Linked DNA regions of Mus musculus: region 1 is linked to region 2. A link is a contact called in public promoter capture Hi-C data. All regions are on one chromosome and are shown on one strand. The core of a region is the stretch at or near the end of the contact, and the rest is flanking DNA. Distances in the headings are between cores, read along the strand shown.

Region 1 (5,600 bases), core at 1,908-4,407, 480 kb before region 2:
TATCATTTCCCTTGGCATTTATCTTCTTGAATCATAAATACAAGTGCAGAAATCGATGGCTACATTTGTGTGCATGCCCTGAACACACAAGCTGACATGACCAAAAACACTAGGAATGACCCATGCCATGACACATCTCCAGGGTGATGTCTATCACCCACCACTTCAGTGACACACATACAGAACAGCCAGATGCACATACATGAGCAAGAGAATGGGGAGGCATGTCCTACATGTCACTTACACTTTGGGGACTTCTCGGGAATAGCTGCCAACCAGGACATGCCTATACTCACATAAGCCAGGGCATACACCTATGTGGCCCATAAAGAGTAACACCTGCTGTGACTGCCATGTTCTCTTTCCACCATAAACCCTTCTCCTGGAATACATGGAAACCCCAAATGCTCATTTGCATACACACCTCTTCAACACTCATTCCCCCTGGTGGAGAATCTTTTTTATATGAGGATGCACGGCAGGTTCACACTCAAGCTCAGTACCCACCCCCATCTGCCATCTTCACTAGCAGGTGCAATTCGGAGTCTTCACAGGTACTGCTGTGGTGTCCTCTTATGTACTGGGCTCTGTAAGAGAGGAGAGACCTGAGGTCAGGCAGACCAGCACTAGGTCTGGGACTCCACCCCAGTCCACCTCCCCGGCCCTGACTTACGAGGCTGTGCCTTCTTTTCTAGCGCCTCAAGAGTTTTCTTGATTTGGGTTATATCTGGGGGAAGGAGAGGAAACAGATAAATCTGGAATGGGGCTGCAAACAAAGCCCTGACATCATTAGTAGTTTCCAGTTTGAGTGAAGCAGATCCCTGTAGTGGAGGTTCACCGTAATGGTGTGGTGTGATGTGTGTGTGCACACGCGCAGTATACATGTGTTTATATTCATACATGTGTACACTTGTTTGTGCACATATGTGAGGAGAGCAGCGGTTGACATCAGTCAGTTGTGTTTCTTTAGAGATGTCTACCTTATTTTTAAAAACAGGACCTCTCACTGAACCTAGGGATTCACCCATTTGATTAGACTGGGTGACCTGTAAGCCACATATATCAGCCTATCTCTACCACCACGGCTCTAACCTGATGGCTGCGGTTACAGAACTGTGACACCGTGCCTAGCTTTTATGTGAGTCCTGGGGATACAAACTCACAACCCATGTTGTGCTTTCCTGAGTCACCTCCACAACGCCACTAGTGCTTAAGCAACCCCTCCTCTAGCTCAGAGGAAATATCTCTTGTCGGCTTCCAAATCCAGAGACCAGGGCCCTGTTTGCTCCTTGAATAACTAGTACCCTATTTGTTCTGAACATCCAAACACATTCATCCAAAGAGAACGGGTGTGCGAGGAGCACCTGCCGGCACAGTCTTCAGCCGGTCGTTTCCAGTCTGGATGCTACTCATGACTGTGCCAAGGGTCTTCTTGACCTCCTTGATGTCCCCCTGGGCAGCTTCCCAAATCCTCGTTTGCTGATTCTGGAGCTCCCGGATATTCCACACCGTGTCTGAAACTAAGGGCATGGAGTTTGAGGTGTTAAGATGGCTATTCTTCTGTTCCCACCAGCACCATCGTGGGCCTCCCCTGAGCCTCTCACTCACCATTCGAAAGCTCTGCTTTCAAGGTCCACAGCTCCTTGGACATCTCAGAATCTGTTTAGGAGAGAGTAGGAAAGCTTTAAGGTCCCGTCTCCATTTTAACCTCCTTGGAAATGGAGAGGAACTGGCGGTAATTCCCCAATCCCGTCCCTGGCCCGTCTTCCAAAATCACTTACTTTTCACCAAGACCAAAGCAGAGAGGACGATGCAGGATAAAAAGACGAGAGCAAGGAGAACATACAACATCATAATGGTTCTGTACAACCAAGGCGGGGACTCAGCTGGGTCCAGGGATGTCTTGAACTTGGCTGGGACAGAGACATAGGACATGTGAGCCCCAGAGCCCAGAGCCAGTTTTGTATTCCTTATATAGTGACCATCACATCCCTCTCAATAAATTATGCACAGCCAACAGCACTGCCAGAAGCATTTCAGAAACCCAGCCTCTTTCACCTCAGCTACAAAGCTACCCTCACCTTAGTACCATCACTCATGGGAGAGGGGGGTACAGACCGACAGGGAGACATGAAGCATGGGTTATCCTCCTTTGTCGTGCCACCTATTTCTTTGAGGCACGGACTCTTCCTGTTTATTCCCAGGTGGGGAAACACAATCTAGGGAATTATAATAAATCAGTCACGAAGGACAAAAATCAGCCTTATGATTAAGATGTATTTGTGAGCCACTAAAAGGAAGAAAAACAGCATGCCCCAGTGACCTCCTTGTGTCCAGCCCCTCGGTGCTGGGGTTAAGGCATGCACGGGACACCTGGTTTGTTCTGTGGATACTGGAATCTGAACTATAGTCCTCACACTTGTGAAGCACCACTTAACCACCGAGTCACACACCTCTCCAGCCTCACAAGTTAGTTAGTTAGTTGGCTAGTTAGGGTTTCTAGTATCCCAGACTAGCTTCTAACTCTCTCTGTAGCCAAAGATGTCTTTGGCTTCTGCTTCCAGATTCAGGGATAATAGGTGTGCACGCCCAGTTTATACAGTGCTGGCGATTGAACCCAAGGCTTTGAACATGCTGGGCAAGCTCTCTACCACAACCACAGCTGCATCACCATCTTTAATGCCACCATTGCCACCACCACAGTCCCCAGCACTCCCTCCCCCCTTCACATATGCCTTAAGGTTTTAGTGGGGGTGGGCGAGGGAGTGTCCGCTCACCTTGTTTTGTGGGTGTTGATTGGCTGAGTTTGAGTTGGTCCTTGTTTCTGAAGGCCAAGGTTATATTCTCGTAGTCAGGATTGTGAGCACCTGTGTGTGATTTGGTGGTGAGAGGAGGCGCTGAGACTCATCTAGATATGTGGGGAGTCAGTAGGGGAACTCAATCGGGCAGGAAGGACAAAGATTAGCTCTGTGCAGTGCAGGCATTTATGGGGCCCCTAGAAGGAAGGAGCTCTTCCATCCCTGACTGCTCCCACCTTCAGCCACACTTCTTCCTTTCCCCTTCCCGCCCCTAGGATCCTGACCTTCATCATGACCTGGCTTCCTCCGGTTCTTATCCTGGGAGGCTGATGCATGCATTCTGCTTGGTTGATTCACGTAGATTACCACAGCCTTAGGCGCTGGACCTCCCAAGTGTCCACACATCCCCACCTACCGGAAGATGTCAGATAGATGGGGAAATCTCATTTTGGAGGGGAGGGAAGCAGGGTTTGCTTCCTGCTTTCAGGGATCCACACCAGATCTCTCGCCCTGGAGGCATCTTCAGCTACCATATCAAAAGAGTCTTTAAAGGGACAGAAGTTTCATGGATGGTCAAGAAGCAACCCTAGATGTGATGACAGAAGAGATTTTTTTGTATACGAAAAAGTCTTTGATTCATGTTTCAAGAACACAAAACAACATTCATGCCATTAATCCAGTTTTAAAAATACCTTTCCACAATATTTCTTGTAGCTTGGACGATGATATATTTTATATACACTGTGTTCATTCTTGACACAGATTCTCTCTTAGTGCATTTTATTTTATTTTTATTTTTTAGTAGATATTTTTAATTTACATTTGAAATGTTATCATCCCCTTTCCTGGTTTCCCCTCTGAAAAGCCCCTATCCCCTCCCTACTCCCCCTGCTCACCAACCCGCCCACTCCCACTTCCTGGTCCTGGCATTCCCCTACACTGGGGCAACACAGAAGTGAAATTTTTGAGAAAGCTAGACTGTCTGGGTGAAAGACACACAGACGAAACAGACAGTTGGAATGTGCTTGATTCATCTCCCTTTTATATATGGGGTGGGAGGCAGAGGATGGCCTCAGCTGTCACTCCCAGGTAATGTCCACATTGTTTTTTAAGGCAGCAACTTTCACTAGCCTGGAACTCACCAAATATGCTAGACTGGCTGGCCAGCAAGCACTAATGACCCACCTCCTTCTACCTCCCCAGCTGGGGTTACAACTGTACCCCACATTCTCAGCTTTTCTTCTGTTTTCTATCTCTACAAAAAAAGGAGAGGGGGAGAGAGAGAGAGAGAGAGAGAGAGAGAGAGAGAGAGAGAGAGAGCGCAAGGAAAGAAAGAATGCTGTGTGAACTCAAGAGTCTGCCTTTTAGAACAATAGCTGGGTTTCCCAGCCCCCAACACCTTCCCTTCCCTCTCGGGCCTCGTTGCACAGTTCAACCAACCAACTTCTACTTTTTGTAAGTCCCTCATGTTAACTGATTGCATCACTGGAGCTAAGGAACTCTCTGAGGCACCACAGAGAGCAAAGCGGATGTTAGGCAAGGATAGAAACCACTCTGACCCCACACCTATACCCAGTACTGATGTCAGACCCATATCCTTAATGCTTACCCTGGTGGAGTCCTCAAGGTCTTCTCTCCTCCACAGAGACACGCCAGAAAAGAAAGGCATTTACTCCATCTGTCTGCTCCCCTACCTGGCTCACACACATACATGCACACTCAAACCTCCACATGCCTTCAGTCTCAACTCAGCTCATCAATGCAGGCCACATGTTCACTTACACTCTTTTGTAAATACAATGCCCAAATGAATATACATGTATACCTGCATATTTAGTATATCTATACTCTTAGATTTTTTTTTAAAAAAAGACTATTTATTCAAAGAACTACTAGAGGTATCACCATCCCTGATCTCAATTACCAAATTGTATTACAGAGTTATGGTAATAAAAACAGTGTGGTATTGGCACAAAACAACCACATTGACCAATAAAGATGAATGAAGACCCAGACAGAAATCCACATATCTATGGACACCAGATTTTTGACAAAGAAGCCAAAACTGCACTGTGGGAAAAGATAGCTTCTTCAACAAGTAATAATGGTTATACTTGATGATATGATACTGCATACATATTTGCACGTAGAAGAATACAAAGTTATTACTTATTGTAGCAGGAATAGCAGGGCCACCTCTATGTAGACACTGGGGGCCATGCAGCCACAAAAGCATCTCCTGCAGGAGGACATAATTGAGGACTGCCTGAGAGACCAAGGATTGCTGGTGCAGACAAGGCCGGCCAATCAGGAACTACTGTTTAGAAGGGATGCTTTCTTGGGACCAATGGGGGTGCAGGTGGAGAGTATTAAAGGAGCTTGCAGCAGGCATTTCTCACCTGCTCATGGAGTCTGTGTCATTGACTCTGCACCTCTTCATCTCCAACTGCTCAGGGCAGGTAGGGTTAGACGGAGAGCTGTCCAGGGCACAGGCAACAACTTAACACCCTGCATAACGCCAAACTCCAAATGTATCAAGAACCTCAACATAATGCTAGGTACACTGAATCTGATAGAAAAAGAAAGTAGGGGTTAGTCTTGAACTGTTGGCACAGGAAAAGACTTTCTGAACAGGATACGAATAGCACAGGCATTAGGATCAACAATTAATAAATAGGACTTCATGAAACTGAAAGACTTCTATAAGGCAAAAGAACATAACTATTTAGACAAAGAGGCACCCTATGGAATAGGGAAGGATTTGTACCAAGTACAACACCCAGTAAAGAGCTAATACCCAAA
Region 2 (5,156 bases), core at 682-3,181:
TTTTATTAGCTCCCTAATTTGTCTAACCTGGCTGGCCAATGAGTTCCAGGGATCCTCCTGTCTCTACTTTCCCAGTCCTGAGGACTAAGATGTGTGTTATTATGTTTGGTTTTCATGTGGGTTACCAGGGTTTGAACTCAGGTCCTCATGCTTGCGTGCTAGTCACTTTACCTACTGGATCACTTCACCAGTCCACAGAGCTTATACTAAGGAGGCCTAACAATAGTTGAACAATTATGAATTATGTGGACAAAGGCAGAGTGTGGAGGCCACCTTTGGAGGAAATGGAATACCAGTGTTGAATGAGGACAGAGCTTCGGTTTAGATGAGAGTTCTGGAAATGGTTAGAGGCAATGATGGTGCCACACTGTAAGTAGACACCACTAACTATGTACCCACACATGATTTCAATGGTACCATTTTATGTTATGTTTATTTAACCATAATTTCTATAATACATATAATAAATGACCAGTAGTACCTTTCTGTTTATATCATAATTTGAGTCTATTTTTAATTGTGGTGAATTTGGAGCTAAGGAAATGATACTGGATAAAATGTCTGCTGTACAAACAGAATGACCTGAGTTTGGATCCCCAACGTCCATGTAGAGAAAAGCTGGTTTTGACAGCGTGCATTTGTAACCATCACACTGGGGAGGCAGAGACAGGCAGATCTCTGGAGCATGCTGGCCAGCTGGCCTAGCAACTTGTGAGGTCCAAGTTTAGTGAAAGACTCTGTCTCAATGACTAAGATGGAGGACTGGTAAGATATATCAGTGTGTAAAGGTATTTGCTGTCAAACCTTACTGATTAACTTTAATCACTAGAACCCACGTGGTAGAGAAAATAGATTCCAGAAAGTTATCCCCTGACATCAACATGTGCACTATGGCTTGTTCCCCTCCCTCATAAAATTAATTTAATAATAATATTAACAATAATAATAAACAAAGAAATGACTGTAGGAGACACTTGATGTCATGTAGTCAATCATACATAGATACAAGTAACACAAACATACACACAGAATGCACACAAACACACAGAGCAACTTTGGAGCTCCTGTATTGTAACACTGTAATTTGACTCTTTGGGAAGGGGAGGAAGGAAGAGAGAGAGTCCAGGCCAGTCTAGGGTGGGGAGTGAGTTCATTGCCAACTGGATAACATACTGAAGCCCTGTCTCAAAAAATGGGGTCTGGAGACATGAATTGTGATAGAGTGCTTGCTTAGAACCTCCAATGAGGAGACATGGCTGTGGCCTAAGGAATGACACCCAAGAATGACCTCTGGCCTAAATATGTGTGTGTGCATACACCATACACACACACACACACACACACACACTTGAACTAGGATTTGTTTATCTGTTCCACCTTACCGAGAAAGCACTGTGGTGCTGTGTGTGTGTGTATGTGTGTGTGTGTGTGTATGGTGTATGTATATTGGAGTATACTTTATGTCATGTGTATGTGTGTATGTTGTGTGTGTGGTGTGTATATGTGTATGTTGGAGTGTGCTTTGTGTCATGTGTGTATGTGTGTTCTGTGGGAGACTTGAGCCCACATTCTGCCTCTCCCTAGGGCTGAAGCTCCCTTCACGGACCTGGTCCCCACCCTTTGAGTCTGATGATTCTCAGAAGCACAATCAGAGTGAGTATGACGACTCGGCCAGTGAGTGCTGCTCATGCCCTAAGACTGACTCTCAGATCCTGAAGGAGCTGGAGGAGTCTTCATTCAGGAAGACCTTCGAGGATTACCTGCACAACGTGGTTTTTGTCCCCAGGTCAGAGCTTTGCACGGGCCAGCTCTCTTTCTGTCTGTTAGCTTGGTGCCATGACTTCTTAGGGAATGAACTCAGGAGACTGTGTAAGTGGGGAGGTGGCTGGAGCCTGAGCTCAATTGTGTGCTTTTGGTTGGAGGGGGAAAACAGTCTTGTTTGTTGTTGGGAAGAGGGCCCACTTAGGAAAGTATTTGCCCTTTTTAGGACAAAGGGCACAAGGACCTGAGTTTGGTGCCCAGAACCCACATAAAAAGCCAGGTGTGTGCTTATATTCCCATTACTGGGGAGGCAGACACAGTATTCCTGGGCCTTTCTGTTATCCAGACTGGTCTAACTAGTAATGTCTGGGCGTATAAGGACAAGGTGGACAGCATCTGAGAAACCATAGCCAACTCTGTCCTCTGGCTTTACATGCATGTCTACCTGATCACACATGTGCACTTACACACATATGTTCACATGTAAGTACACATGTGACCCACAGGTGTATTTGTGTACACACACACACACACACACACACACCCACACCCCCCCCCCCCACACACACAAATAATGCCTGTTGGTCACATGTGCACTTGTACATGGGTACAAACACACAAAAATATGTCTATGGGTTACACATGCACAAACACATGTGTATACACACACAGAAATACTCCTATGAATATGTATACACATGTATGCACACACACAAATACACCAGTAGATCACATGTTCCTGTACATATGTGTGCACACATATATAAATATGCCTGTGGGTTATAAGTTTCTTCTTTTTCCTGTGCCTGATTTGAACTGAAAACAAGTAGGCATGCGTGGGTCTAGTTCCCATCCCATGTATGTGTCTTACAGAATGTCATAACTCTGGGCATCAGGGACCCTGGAAGCGGTCTGTCTTGGCTCTCTACTCTTATATATACTGGTTTGAACAAGTTACTGTACTGCTCTGTGTCCCAGTGTTCTTATCTGTACAATGGACATAGCACAGTTGACCTTTGGGGTCTCGAGTGGATTGGATCCAGGATCCTGAGGTTACCCCACAGATTCTCAAGTCTCTTAAATAGATGTCTTAATCATATTCAATCACCTTCAGATAACTTATAACATCTTCAGACAATGACATGTTATATAATATTTTTTACACCACATTGTGTAACACAAGCAACATGACAAGAAAAACCCTGTACATGGTTAGAAAATATGACACAACTTTCTAGAGTCATTCTTTGACAATTTCATACACATACACAAAGGGTCTTTAGCATATTGACTCTCAGCTTCTCCCTTATACTCCCATCAACATGTCTGCCTCTTTCTTGTTGTTCTTGTCCTCCTCTTCTTCCTTCTTATGACTCATTGAACCAGTTAGCCCTACCTGCTGGAATTTCAAGTGGTTCTGGCTTGACCTCATGTAGGTCTTGTTCAGGTAGCCAGTGCTATATTCAGTTCATAAGTGCAATGACCATGTCATGTCCTGAAGACAGCATTCCATAGCACGCTCCCATTCTCTGGTCCTTACGTGCGTTTGTTTCCTGAGCCACGGTAGTGGCATTGATAGAAATTTTCCATTTAGGACTGGACACCCAACAGTCACTCATTCTCAGCACTTTGATCAGCTATGACTCTCTGCCCAGTATAAAAAGAAATTTCTCTGACCAGGGTTGAGAAGAGCAGTAATCTACATGCATAAACATAAATACTTCAAGGGCAGTTTGACAACATGTTTCTTTAGTAAAACAACTGAAGGCTCCCCATTAGTGCATGTAACTTCCTGAACTGGGCTTTTGAACAGGGTCACACATGAATTCTCTCCCATGGAGCAGGCCTCCTATCCCTGAGGGCAGTTGTTACCTCTTGTAATGGTCATGCTACTGTTTCATCAGTGGCCTATCTTGCCTGACAGGTCTACAGATAATTTTGATCCATAGTTGGTTGAACCCAAGAATGCAGATCTCCTGGATCCCACGGGCTTACTGTGTAATCGTTCTTTGTGTTCTAAGGTTGTAAGCCTGAAAGACTTACTCCGGGCTTCTCAACAGTGGTGTTGAGTGCTTGGATTCATGTTATTCCTCTGGGGTGGGACCCATCCTGGGACTCGTAGGATGCTGACCTTCTTGGTCCCCAACTGCTCAATTCTAGTAGCGCCTCTTCTCAGACATGACTTCTAGAGTATACTTCCAGAAACTCCCAGATGTTTCCAAGAACATGAGCTTTGAATATGCCTGCTGCTAAGGGATTTTATATTTTTTCCATCTTAGTCTCCTTTCCTCAAGTTCTTCATTAGATTTCTTGTCTGCCCACCCACCTCCTAAATCAGATGCAATTTTTCATTTTCTGAGCACATCAAAACCCTAGAAAGTGCCAGGCAGTGGTGGTGCACATCTTTAATCCCAGCACTTGGGAGGCAGGGGCAGGCGGATTTCTGGGTTCGAGGTCAGCCTGGTCTACAGAGTGAGTTCCAGGACAGCCAGGGCTACACAGAGAAACCCTGTCTTGAAAAAACAAACAAACAAAAACAAAACCAAACCAAAAAGAATCCTACAAAGTCTCTGTGCTAAACAAAGTTTTCCCGCACGCGCATACACACACACACTCTAAACAGTAGAGACTTACATGATAAATGGCTGAGTATTTTATGACTAGGTATAGTCGTATTTAACATCCATGGCAATAGCATCATGTGAAGTAGTTTTCTCTCACTTTTCCTTTCCTTCTCCGGATTCCCTTCAATTTCAAAAAAGGTGTAGTTCTTTTCTTCTGATCAATGATGAGTAAGACTTGTATTAGTCTCCTTTCTGTTACTACAATGAATTACCTAAGAGTTGTTGCATTATGAAAAAAAAAAGATTGATGTAGCTTACAGTTTTGGATCTGTGCAGCTTTAGAGATGATATATCAAGGGAGATGATATCAAAGTAGGAGAGGTATTATATTGTGAGACAGGAAGCTGTGTTGACTGGGGAGGAGCCAATAGTGAGCTTCTGCTAGGCCCTGCCTCTTAAAGGGCCTACTACCTTTTATTACCACTCCAAGGACCAAATCTCCAGTAGATGAACCTTGGGGAAAAACAAAGTCAACCTACATCCCAGACACAGCAGTATTTTTTTTTTTTTCTTTTTTTTTTTTGGAGGGAACATTACCTCAAAGGTGTCAGAGTCAAATGGGCCCTAAGTTGAAATTCTGTCTTTCCTCAAAGTGATGAATTTTGTTTTCACAGAAAAACCTCTTCAGGCAATGGTGCCGAGGACAGTAGGTATGACTCAGCTATGGGACATCTATGTGACCCCTGTGGCCATTAAATCAGTGGGAGGGGGGTTGCTAAGTCCAAAATATTAGGGATTTATGGGGCTTTTTATTTTTTTTTTGCATGTGAT

What was found. Promoter capture Hi-C pulls out the DNA fragments that hold promoters and counts their contacts.
Region 1: a promoter capture Hi-C map of liver shows a contact between it and region 2, with 2.8 times the contacts expected there. The contact joins the promoter of Mcemp1 here to the enhancer-like site in region 2. A contact is called at or near these places in 15 of 39 promoter capture datasets (the 3T3-L1 cell line, the HPC-7 cell line, cranial neural crest and 8 more), 4 of 484 Hi-C or Micro-C datasets (cortical neurons, embryonic stem cells, myocytes and 1 more), 6 of 115 datasets of contacts at active chromatin or transcription factors (the 230-238 cell line, astrocytes, embryonic stem cells and 1 more) and 1 of 9 other capture datasets (embryonic stem cells).

What each region holds. Positions count from the first base shown.
Region 1 is chr8:3,663,319-3,668,918 of GRCm38.p6, reverse strand. It overlaps Mcemp1 (mast cell expressed membrane protein 1), which reads right to left and starts at 3,157. Exons shown (of 7, transcript NM_026985.1): 1 at 3,083-3,157; 2 at 2,778-2,867; 3 at 1,782-1,913; 4 at 1,609-1,659; 5 at 1,365-1,520; 6 at 674-727; 7 at 14-587. The coding sequence starts at 3,137. The coding sequence ends at 574.
Region 2 is chr8:3,181,581-3,186,736 of GRCm38.p6, reverse strand. Insr (insulin receptor) reads left to right here. Exons shown (of 21, transcript NM_010568.3): 10 at 1,585-1,786. Among named protein-coding and RNA genes, the nearest start is that of Gm30220, 93 kb to the right of the region's middle. Within about 2 kb of position 1,931, at least 5 of the 459 cell types and tissues checked have an H3K27ac peak or open chromatin away from gene starts, as enhancers often do. A contact at or near this core is called in liver, where this site is marked.